2 separate regions of the Mus musculus genome follow, and region 2 is linked to region 1. A link is a contact called in public promoter capture Hi-C data. All regions are on one chromosome and are shown on one strand. The core of a region is the stretch at or near the end of the contact, and the rest is flanking DNA. Distances in the headings are between cores, read along the strand shown. Region 1 holds the start of 4833439F03Rik (RIKEN cDNA 4833439F03 gene). Region 2 holds the start of Gcn1 (GCN1 activator of EIF2AK4).

What was found. Promoter capture Hi-C pulls out the DNA fragments that hold promoters and counts their contacts.
Region 2: a promoter capture Hi-C map of pre-B cells shows a contact between it and region 1, with 5 times the contacts expected there. The contact joins the promoter of Gcn1 here to the promoter of 4833439F03Rik in region 1. A contact is called at or near these places in 4 of 39 promoter capture datasets (hippocampal neurons, liver and pre-B cells).

What each region holds. Positions count from the first base shown.
Region 1 is chr5:113,135,497-113,141,035 of GRCm38.p6, reverse strand. It overlaps 4833439F03Rik (RIKEN cDNA 4833439F03 gene), which reads right to left and starts at 3,224. Exons shown (of 3, transcript NR_166693.1): 1 at 3,059-3,224; 2 at 2,266-2,696; 3 at 1-1,684. The region is part of intron 6 of 2900026A02Rik (RIKEN cDNA 2900026A02 gene); the gene reads left to right.
Region 2 is chr5:115,563,742-115,569,306 of GRCm38.p6, reverse strand. It overlaps Gcn1 (GCN1 activator of EIF2AK4), which reads right to left and starts at 4,044. Exons shown (of 58, transcript NM_172719.2): 1 at 4,001-4,044. The coding sequence starts at 4,018.

The sequences.
Region 1 (5,539 bases), core at 1,975-4,474:
TACAGATGGTTGTGAGCCCCCATGTGGTTGCTGGGAACTGAACTTAGGACCTCTGAAAGAACAGCTAGTGCTCCTAACCTCTGAGCCATCTCTCCAGCCCCATCTGAGGTGTTTTCAAAGCCGATGACACCTGTGCATCCCAACCTGGTCCCCAGCTTCAGTGTGTCTATCCATCCCAAAGGGGCAGTGTTTCATCTGGGGTGTTTGGCTTCTCTTAGAAATATTACAGGTGCTGCACCCCTCTTGAAGCCATTCAGTGGGAGCTACGATCACTTTAGATGTGTCTCGTGCCTCTCACGGCCCCCCCTCCCCTCCGAAGGATAGAATGATCCCCATCTCTGTGTCCAGATAGCCTGTCACACTTGGGTCCCCCTCTCGTTCTCGAAATGTTCCTGGGGTGGCTTTTCTGGGGCCAGATTGGGAAGGGCCTGTCTATCCTTTCCTGTCTTCTGTCTGTCCCTGGTTACCTGGGAAGTCTATGAAGTGACCGGAGCCTGGAGTTTGCTGTGAATTCCTTGTAGAACCCAGAAACCCCGGCTGTGACTGTGGGTGTAGCCCCCTTTGGAGGCTAGGGAAGGAGCCAGGCTCAGGTGGAGAAGGGGATTGGCCTTCCCCTGGCATGTTTCCTCATCTGCAGAGGTGCAGGCTGGGGTGACATCTCACCTGCTGGGCACACAGTCTGACCTCTCTCACCTGCTGGGCACACAGCCTGACCTCAGTCAGGGGCCCTCCTTCCATTGTAAGCCATCCTGTCCTCATCCCTACAGTTCCCTATGAACCTGGCTCACCTCAGGACCTTTGCACATATTATGATCAGGAGACTGAGGGCAGCTTGGCTGAGTGAGTTTTTGTCTCCCAGTGACTCTAGTCGGGAAGCTGGCCATGGTTCCTGTCCTCTGGATCTGACCGGAGGCAGGTACCTGCCTTCGTCCAGTAGCCAGCCATGGTGCTGGGTTCTAGCTGGAACTCTAGTCTCTTCTCTGTGGGTTTCTCCTCCAGAGCATCCACCATGGCTGCCCCTTACATGCCCTAGAGTCATCCTCACTGTGGCGCTTGGGGACCAACCCTGATGCATTGTGGGAGGGGTAGTGGGGACCCTGGGGGCCTCTGGGAGGCAGGCCACCACACACAGCCTCAGCTCTCTGGGCCTCAGTCTCCCTTTTTAGCAAATGGGATCCTTTGAGCATTTATCAGGCTCAGGTGGCATCAGTCAGCAGCTGTGTTGCATCCCTCTGACCCTCCACAGCACAGGGCCATGAGCTGGGCCAGAGGAGGTGCTCACTCTTACCGGAGATGCCTGGACCACCGGGGGTGGGGAGTTGGGGGGTTGGAATGAGGAGGAGGAAGAGGAGGCTGTAGGTAGCCTGCACACACTGTCTGTCACAGGGTGGGCCTTCAAGATACTTACTTTGGCAAGTCTGGTGTCTAGAGAGCAAATATTGACTCAGGACAGAGAGGTGAGGGGGCGGTGCATCGATCATACCAGGTGGTTGGGCAGATGTGGATTTCAACCTTGGATTTGGCCTGGCATTTTGAAAAGTCAATATTTTTTTAAGGCCTGCCAGTGGGCGAGGTGTGGGGGGGGGTCAGACGTGCTTGCAACCATGGGGAGGGGGCCATTTCCAAGAGCACCTTGGTCGTGCTCTTGCTGTGTGACCTTCGACATGTGAATCCACCTCTTCACCTGTGGAAGGAACAGAGATGGGGAATAGAGCCTGGCTGGAAGGTCCAGAGTCCCACTGTGCTGATGCCCCTCCCTGTCCAGTGTGTACCCTCTTCTCTCTTATCAGCCCCCACAAGCTCCAGCCCTTAAGGGTTAAGCACAGTGAGCTCATGTGATACTCGTTCATATGAATCATCCTTATGGCTCCTTGTGCCCAGCCTAGGAAAGGGGGCAGATGCTGTGCCCCCAAGTTGCCATGGCAACCCTGCTTGTACCAAAATGCAGGCACCTCAGCCCCAGACCCACCCTTGAGGGAAGCTCAGGGCAGGTCACCTGCGTCCTCCATCCTCGAGGAGAGGCAGCAGGGACTGCTGAGCGGATAAGAGGGGGAAGGAGCTTGGTGGGGGAGGCTTAGCTGCTTAGCTCCGCAAGGAGATGGAAGCCGAAGGGCGCTGCCGCTGCCGGGAGAGGGAGACAGACTGACAGCCAGCCACAGGTCCTCAGACTTCACCTGAAGCCCTGGAGGCTCGTGCGGCAGCGGCCCCTCCACCTCCCCGGGGCAGCCGCCTCCCACGTACATGCCCCCACACGCGCGCACTCACCCGCGTTCCTGCACGGTGCTGCCTGGGGTGGGTAAGCAGTCTGGCACATGAAGTCCCCGAGGGACAGCGAGCGAGCGAGTTGAGACTTAGGGGGAGAAAAAAAAACAAAACAAAAAAAAAAAAACTGGGGCTGACGCCAGCTCCCTGGGCGGCCACCTCCCGAGGCCCCTCCTGCATTCCTGGGCTGTGCACCCCTCGCCAAGACAGGGGGCTGATGTCATTCCGGGCTGCCGGGCCAGGGGACCCGGGCTGGGTGGCTGCCTCTCCGGAAGTGAGCGCGCTGCCTGCTGGGCGGCAGGTTCAGTCGGCTTCGGGTTTGGAGTCTCCAGCCTGAGGACTGGAGATCTGCCTAGTTCAGACGAGAAGAGCCTGGAGAGAGAGCTGGCCGGCGGCGGTGGGCGGTGGCTCCCAGGTGTGCATGGGAGTTCTCCCTGCATGGACGGAGGAAGTGAGTTGGGGGTGCCAGCCCCCTCGCCCAGTTCTTCACAGCCACCTGCCCCTTGACTTCATCAGGGTTGGCCCCAGGGACTAGAACTGGACGACCTGGTTGGTTGACTCTAGGCTCCTGCTGGTGACCCCCTGCTGACCCGTCCCGTCCCTGTTTCGTGACCCGCACGGATGCCTGTCGGGCGATGTTTACTTTACTTGCGCTGATGTTCTCTGCCGGGCTTCCCATCGGAGCCCAGAACTTCTCCCCAAGGACGGTCACCGACAGAAGGACCAGGACCCTGGCAGTGTCGGCCTCCTAACTGCCTCCGCCTGCCCCCTCCTCCAGGCTGGCCCTATGGAGTACCTGGGCGACAAGCTTTCAGTGGCCCAGACACACATGACTCAGTGGGTTGGCACGGTGAGGCGGTCCTTCCAGGAGGCTCTGCACTTGGTGACGGCCACGGTGGGCACCGAGCGGAGCGGGGAGTCCGCCGCTCGCACCCCGTTCAAGCGCACCTCCTCCTTCAGACACCTGGCCTCTCGGAGCCGAGAGTCCTTCCGCCGCTTCTCCGCACGCAGCCAACAGAGGTTCTCATCCCTCCGGAAGAGACAGCCAGACTCTGAGGCCCCTGATCTTGTAAGCTTGGGGATAGATGTGTGTGGTTTAAAATAGCAGGGCAACCCTGGGAAGGTCCCTTCCCTCGGACTCCTGAGAGGGGGCCAACTCGTAGAAGCCTCAGGGGAGGACTTTTCCTATCAGTGATGATGGCCTTGGGATACTGAGGGGGATGTAGGCTGGGTTGGCTGCTCTGCAGGTGCAGCACCCACTGCTTGAAGCTGGTGGGGAACGGACTCCGGGCTCCTTGTCTGTGAGCAGGGCTGTGTGGGGGTTGGGGGGGCACTGCTGTCCCCACGGCATGCCGGCATCTCTATTTTTAGGGAAGCTTACTTGACACCTGCTCTATCTCCTCTTGCCCTCCCAGGGTGACCAAGTGGTCTCATTGCCTGTGTGCTGATTTAAGGCGGTTGCCTGGTTGCCACTGTTCAAAAGTGAGACACTGAGTGACTTCCGAGGGGAGGAGCTGTAGGGGACTGGGTGGAAGGTGATGGCAGGTCCTGCCAGCCTGGGAGCTTGGACTTGTGTGAAGAGCCCGGCCATTGTGGAGCGCCCAGGCCCAGCTATTGGGTTCTATGCTGTGAGACCAGGGTAATCATAGCCAGTGAGTGTAATCTGGAGTGATATGAGGCGGGTCTGGAGACAGAACGGTGACCTCGTGGGCATGCGCAGCAAGGTGCGGGAAGTCTGGCTGGGAGAGAGAAGCAGGAAGAACACTTCCCTGCCCAACTCTTGGCAGATGGTTTCTGGGACCTCTAATGACTTCGGGGACACTAACGTCACCAACCAGAACGAAGCTTAGTTGCAGTGCCCAATGTCTTCAGATAGCTGGCCTCTGCCCTGGGCTGAGTTGTCCCAGTTTTCAGGGGCGTTCGAGGCCAGACATGGGTTCAGTTATCCCTTTTTGTCCCCAGAGCCAGTGTGGTTATGAGACAGTGTTGGGCAGGGGAATGCAGCTGTCCGCAGAGACCAGGGGACTCAGCAGGGCGCACACAGCCACTGAGCCACTAGGCAGGGGCTCACCCAGGCCAGAAGCCATGCTGTGAGGCTGATCAGGGGTGACTCCTTGTGTGGGAGTCTGCACTCCTTTGGGTCTTGAGTGCTCGCCCATTCTCCGCGAAGGAAGAGCTCGTTCTGTGTCAGCTTGTCTGTCTCCTCCTGCCCCGTTCCCCAGAATCCTCTCCAGGAACACTAGCTCTGTTCCCTGACCTCTGCCCTAGCTCTTCTTGGGCTGTGTGACTTTGGATGCTGCCCTAAGTCTCTGTGCCTCTGTGCATGTGGAGTGTGCTCGCAGTGACAGGCCAGCCACCCAGGTGGCGAGTGGGTGAACATAAATACACCCAGAAGTAGTGTGGATTTCCAGGTCTTCCCACTCCTGCTTGGCCTCTCTCTGGGGTGGGCAGAGCTGGCATTGGCTCAATCCATTCTTAAGTCTCAGTTTCCTCCTCTGTCCAGTGAGGGCACCATGTGCTTGTTCTGAGATGCTGTCAGCACCATGCTGGCACATAGTAAGTAAATACTTGTAAGTCTGTCAGGTGCTAAGATATCCTACTGTGTGTGGTGGGGGACTTGCGTCTTGCTGCAAATCCACCTGGGTGAGATTGGATAGCAGCCTGCCTCTTCCCAGGAGTGTTACTTTGAGTGGATCAGCGGCCTCTGTCCTTTCTGTGCCTTCACTTTCCCCTCTGTGGAATGGAATGATTGGCAGACAAGGAGCACCCCCAAGTGGTGTGTGTAATACCTGGGTTCTGTATGGCCCCTGTGCGTGGCAGCCAAGCCCTCTCTCCCAAACCGTGCCTTCAGAGGTTCCCAACGAAGTGGGGAGTCCGCACACACCCCCTTTCACTCTGAACTTAAATGTTTGTCTTATGGGTGGGAGCTTCCTAAGGCAGGCAGGGGCGTGGGGCTGTAGGCAATCTTACCCCTCATCCAGAAAGGGGCCCCGGGCTGTGTCTAGAGGAGGATTTGTGGCAGCCTGGCTGGAAAGATCTCAAGCCAGCCTTGAAGTCATTGGCTGACGGCGGCCTCTAGCTGTCCCAGATAAGAAAGAAGGAAAATAAAACGGTGCTTAGTCCAGGACCCGGGAGGCAGGAAGGGTCACGGTGCAGAGAAAGGCTGGGTGTGTTAGAGGCCTAGAGACCTGGGTGGGAGGGACAGAATGGGGACTTGGGGGCACAAAAGTACACGGAGGTGTCTGGCTCAGGAGGCCTGGGCGTGAGGAAGAGCGAG
Region 2 (5,565 bases), core at 2,795-5,294, 2.4 Mb before region 1:
AGGGAACAACTTGTGGGAGTTCCCCACAGTGGGTCCCGGGATCGGGCTCACCGGTTCCTGCTTTTTCTTTTATGCTTAAATTCCTACTCTAATTCTCTAGGGAATGGACACGGTGGTCTCCAAACTATTTCTTGCTTTTTGATTGTTTGTTTGTTTGTTTGTTTGTTTTTGGTTTGGTTTGGTTTTCTTATGGCCCTGGCTGTCCTGGAACTCACTATACAGATCAAGCTGGCCTTGAACTTGCCTGCATCCCCAGTGCTCAGAGAAAGGAATGTGCCCCCACGCCCGGCTGGCTTTGGTAATTTAAGTGTCCTTTGTTCTCACTTCCATACCGGCAAAGAGCCCAGGAGCTCCAGATCTGTCCCCCAAGCCTGAGCCTGGCCAGCACTTCAGTGTCACCTCCACTGTTCCCAAACATGGAGGTGCTTGCAGTGAGACTTTTGTTTTCCCGCCAGTGGCCTTCGGACTCTGACCCCACCACTCTCTCCATCCCATCAATAGCAGTCCTCAGGGTCACAATGAGCCAGCTGCGGTGATTGATGCTGGAACTGTACGGAAACAGTACCGACACGACCTCCATTTAATGACTGTGTTCCTCATTCCGCCTAGAATGCCTTTCCCTGGAGTTAATAATTGCCCTTCCCACGATCCTGTTTGCGGTGTTCTTCCTAATCTTATTAATTATTCAACTCAAATTCTTGGTTGTGTGTCTTTATTCCGGAAGATTCTGCCCTTCGTCCAGGAGCCTGTCTCCCTGAGTTCTCTGTTCTTCCATGTGTAAGGTAACCACCACAAGTGCCCCCAGGGTCCGTGAAAAGGCTCGAGCCTCATAGTCAAGTCTGCCATGACGCAGAACTCCATGCTGAAATCACTGTCCTTCAGAACACTGAGGCGACTGTACTCCTCCACTGAATGCTAACCTTTACCTAGGGTTGGGAAGACCAAAGCTGTTGTAATATTTTTTGTTCTGACATGGTTGGTCGCACTATGTACAAGCAGGCCTCCAACTCTAACCTACTGTGTTTGGTTCTAGGAATGCCTGGTTCTGCTTTGATCTTTTAGAAGGGATCGGGTTTTCTGTCTAGAAACTTCTAGGCCTTTTTTTTTTTTTTTTTTTTTAAAGATTCTGAAATTTCATGGTCAAATGCTTTGCTGTAAGACTATTTTATCCACAGTGCTGAGAACTCTGGTCTGGAAACATCTCCATCAGTGAAGGATCCTGATCCCGTGAGCTCTGCCTTTCAGAGGTTCTGCAAGGTCTTCCCGTTGGTTCCTGAGTTTCCTAGCTCACGGATCAGGAGTCATTTCCTTCAGTGTTCGGAAATCTGTATCTCACGGGGGACGGGGTGTGTGTGTGCACACCCTTGATACCAAGGTTGGGAGGCAGAAGAAGAGCTCTCTGAGTTTGAGGCCAGCCTGGTCTACAGAGTTCCAGTAAAGCCAGGGTTACACGGAGAAACCCTGACTCAAAAACCAACCAACCAAACTCTACCTCTTCTCACGTTCTAGCCTCCAGACTTGGCCACTGCTGCCTGTGCACTGCTGCTCCCACATCCATTTGCTGGGTCTGCCTTGCTGTGCTGGGGACCAGACAACAAGGCTTGAAATGTACATGCCAGACACAAGGTCCATCACCGAGCCTGCCCTCCGCCCTAAAATATCTTGGAGGAGGGATGCTAGGGATGGAACTCGTGGATGCCAGACTCCACCACTGGGTTCCCACACAGCCTAGAGAGCATGCGCATGTGTATGTGCACCGTGCATGTGTTCAGATGTTCACATGCCATGGTGTGTGTGTGTGTGTGTACACACACGTGCGCTCATGCGTGCACAGGTCAGAGGACAACTTTCAGGAATCAGTTCTCTCCTTCCACCAAGGGATACAGGGGTCAAAACTCAGGCCATTTTGCTGGCACATCAACAAGCACTTTTACCCAATAAAACATCTTGCTGGCCCCGTATTATAATTTTTTAAATGCTTTACCAACCTTACTGAGGTTTGAGAAAATAATGCATATGTACTACCCTCTGCCTTCCAATATGGTAACATTAAACTTCCTTTTATTTTCTTTATTTTTTTTTTTTAGAGACAAGGTCTTATCACAGTGCAGCCTTGGATGGCATGGAACTTTGAGAGATCCTGCTGTCTCTGATTCCCGAGTACTGTGACAAAAAAACAAAACAACAAAACCCCTGTGCCACCACGCTGGGCAATAACAAAGCATTAAACTCATAGTGATAGTTCTCTCACAAATATGCAGGAACTTTTCATATTTGACAAGGAAGTCGAAGCTCTTTTCCTTAATCAGAAGTTGCCAGATTAGGAATAGCTTGTTGCTCAGCCCTTGCCCAGCAAGCGTGAGGGCCCTGGGCTGGGTCCCCAGCGCTACAAAGTAAGATAGGAAAAGTTTCCCACTGGAAACCTTATATGCTAAGAGCCTCTAGGAGTCACACTGGGCATTGGAAAGATCAGCTCTCACACCTCCCAAGTCCACCGATATCTCTGCAGACACCACTGCCCAAGAGAGGATTTTCTGAAATGACAAACCTGATGTGGCTGCTCTGAAGACATGAAGGACAAATCACTTGAAGCACAGGTGGAGAACCGAATTTTTAAATTTCATTTAATTCTGACGAACTTAAGTAAGCTTTACGGCTCTTTTGATAGCACAGTTAGGTAACCTACTACTAAATAACACAACTCTAGGGAGAAGATTCTTAAATATTCAGAAACATTAAGTAACTTCCCTTCTTAGGATTCACTAAGACGCAGCTCTGTCTAAACAAATTACCAAACCCTTTTACTGAAGACCCTTGCAAAGCATCTTTTTAATGATCAGGTTAAATGGCTCCTCTTTGGCGGGCCTTGAGGATCAAACATAAAAATCAATTAATCTCACCCCAGAGACTCAAACTGTTTTTTAAATACGTTCCTGCCAGGCAGGGTAAGCCCCCCACCCACCCATTAAGAAGCCACAGGCAAGATGGCTACAAGTTCAAAGCCAACTCACTATATATATATATTTTTAATTTGTTTGTTTCTCAAGACAGGGGTTTTGTGTGTGTGTGTGTACCCATGTCTGCCTGGAACTCCCTCTGTAGACCAGGCTGGACTGGCACTCAGAGATCCACCTGCCTCTGCCTTCCAAGTGCTGGGATTAGAGACGTGCCACCACCGCGCCACCACTACCTGGCCTTGATCTACATTTTTGAAAAGGGAGGGTGGGATGGAGACATGGAGAGAAAAAAAAATTATGTTTCTTATTTATTATTTCATCCTTCCACGAGGCTACAAAAGAGGCTGAGATGGAGAAGGGGGTAGCCTCAACGCCTCCCTGAACTGCAAGGTACCCACAGGTGTGAACGCACAACGGTGTCACGACTCTTCGCAGGTGAAGACATTTTGAGATCTCACCCAGGACCCAGTTAACACCCAGCAAACCCACATGGGACCCTACTATTTTGTCTCAATACATCTTCCCATAAAATAACATAGGATATCGGTATTATCACCACCACCAAATGTTAAAAGGACCGAGACCCTGAGGGGTGATGTCATTGATCCAACGCCTTGACGAAACCAACGAGCGGAGGCTCAACTCCGAACCCGTATGGACATAAAAAGGCTACGCTCCGAGTGTGGGCACAGAGTCGGGGGGCCTCTGCATCGCCCCGCGGGCTCCGGAGAACCGTAGCCGACGCCGAGTGTAAGCTCTGCCACCGCCGGGACCCGCACAGCCCCAGCACGGCACCCGCTACCCCGAAGCCAAGCGGATGGCAAGATGCTCGAGTCCAGGGTCGCTCTGCTCGCCCAGGCCGGCCGGAGCCTCGAGCCGCGAGCAGCCGCCGCCCCCTTCCCCCGCGCCGCCGCTTCCGTCTGCGCCCTCCGCGGCCGTGGGCGCCGCAGCCTCCGCCCGGGCAATCCCGCCGCCCCACTGCCCGCGCTCCGGGTCCGGTCCCCGCCGCCCGCCGCGTTGGCCGCCGCAGCCGCCCGCCTCACCTGCGTGTCCGCCGCCATCCTGCCGGCGCCCAGTCCGGAACCGCTTCCGGAGCGCTTCCGGGTCACAGCAGGGCCCACGCGGCAAGGCGAGGCCTGGCGCCCCCGGGCGGGAGGGCGGCCGCAGGTCGTGCTCTGCAGCCCCTGGGCGCGGGATCTCCTCGATTCGGCCTCCCCCGGACAGCGCCCTGCAGCTCTGGCATCCTTGGGGGGATCCCGGGTCCAGCACCGACACCCCCCATCGTGCTGTTTCCTAGGCCCCAGGAATGAACCCAAAGACTAGTCTCAGGCCCAAGAGGCTTGGAGGTTAGAACAGGTGATGGTGAGGTACGCGGGAGGGATGCAGGGATGACCCGGGAATTGCGTGACCTGCTGGGAGCCTCAACTGCAGACAGCTAGGGACAGGGTTGAGGAAGAGTTCGATGTCTTAGGACAATTATTGAATTTTTACTATAACTCAAGAGTGTGCTTGGAGAATGCGGTCTCCAGGCTTCTTGGCCCTCAGCAGTGGCAACTATACAGATGGGGGGCCGGGCGTGGTGTCGCACGCCTTTAATCCCAGCACTCGGAAGGCAGAGGTAGGCGGATTTAAGGCCAGCCTGGTCTAAAGTGAGTTCCAGGACAGCCAGGGCTACACAGAGAAACCCTGGGGGGTGAGGGAGGGAGAAGAAAAAAAAATATATATATACACACACATAGATGTATAGTGACGTCACAAGGTTAATGATAGCAATAGGGCATTGCATTTGATACAGTATTCACCTACTTGTTAGAGCCCATTTTTTAAATCCTCAGCTTTTCAGACTTAACACTTACTGAATGCCTATATGAACCAACATCAAACTACTATCGGGTTAGAGGTTGCAATTCTAGGGTAACTTTTTGTCTAGTTACCTGTGATGCACAGGCAGTATTTTAGCTCTTGCAGCAGCTTTTTACATAGCAAGTTATTCTAGTTTGCACCCCCGATTAGTACATCAAAGCAACCCTACATGCACACCTTAGTGGCTAGTTATTAACTGCCCCTGTATTCAAGACTTAATCTACCAAGAAAAAACTTTAGCCAGCACGTGGAAACTCAACTACACATCTAAACTACACAAACACAAGTATAACTTCATTACTAAACACACAGCAGTGACTCAATTACTGCAGGCAGAAGGCTGAGGCAGATCAACTTCTACACCAATCCTCATCTCAAAAGGCACAATCAGGCCCGAGTTCAATCACCACTCACCTGGATACTCCTTGCCATAGCTCAGTATCACCATCTCAGGCCCTCTCAGACTTCAGTCCTTAAACCACGCCTAGCTCAAACCCAGCCTTCTACCCCTGCCTCAGCCTTAAGCAACAGGGCTCTGGACCTGCATCACTCTGCCTTGGAGCAGTAAGGCTACCTATGAACAATGGCTTGGACATCCAGTGATATACAGAAAGCAGACCCAGATACCAAACCATATAGATTTGGTATGGCTCATAGGTCTCTTAACCATTGAGCTTAGTATACATATATATTATGTATACATATGATATATATCCAACATGGACTACCATAGGAATATAAAGGC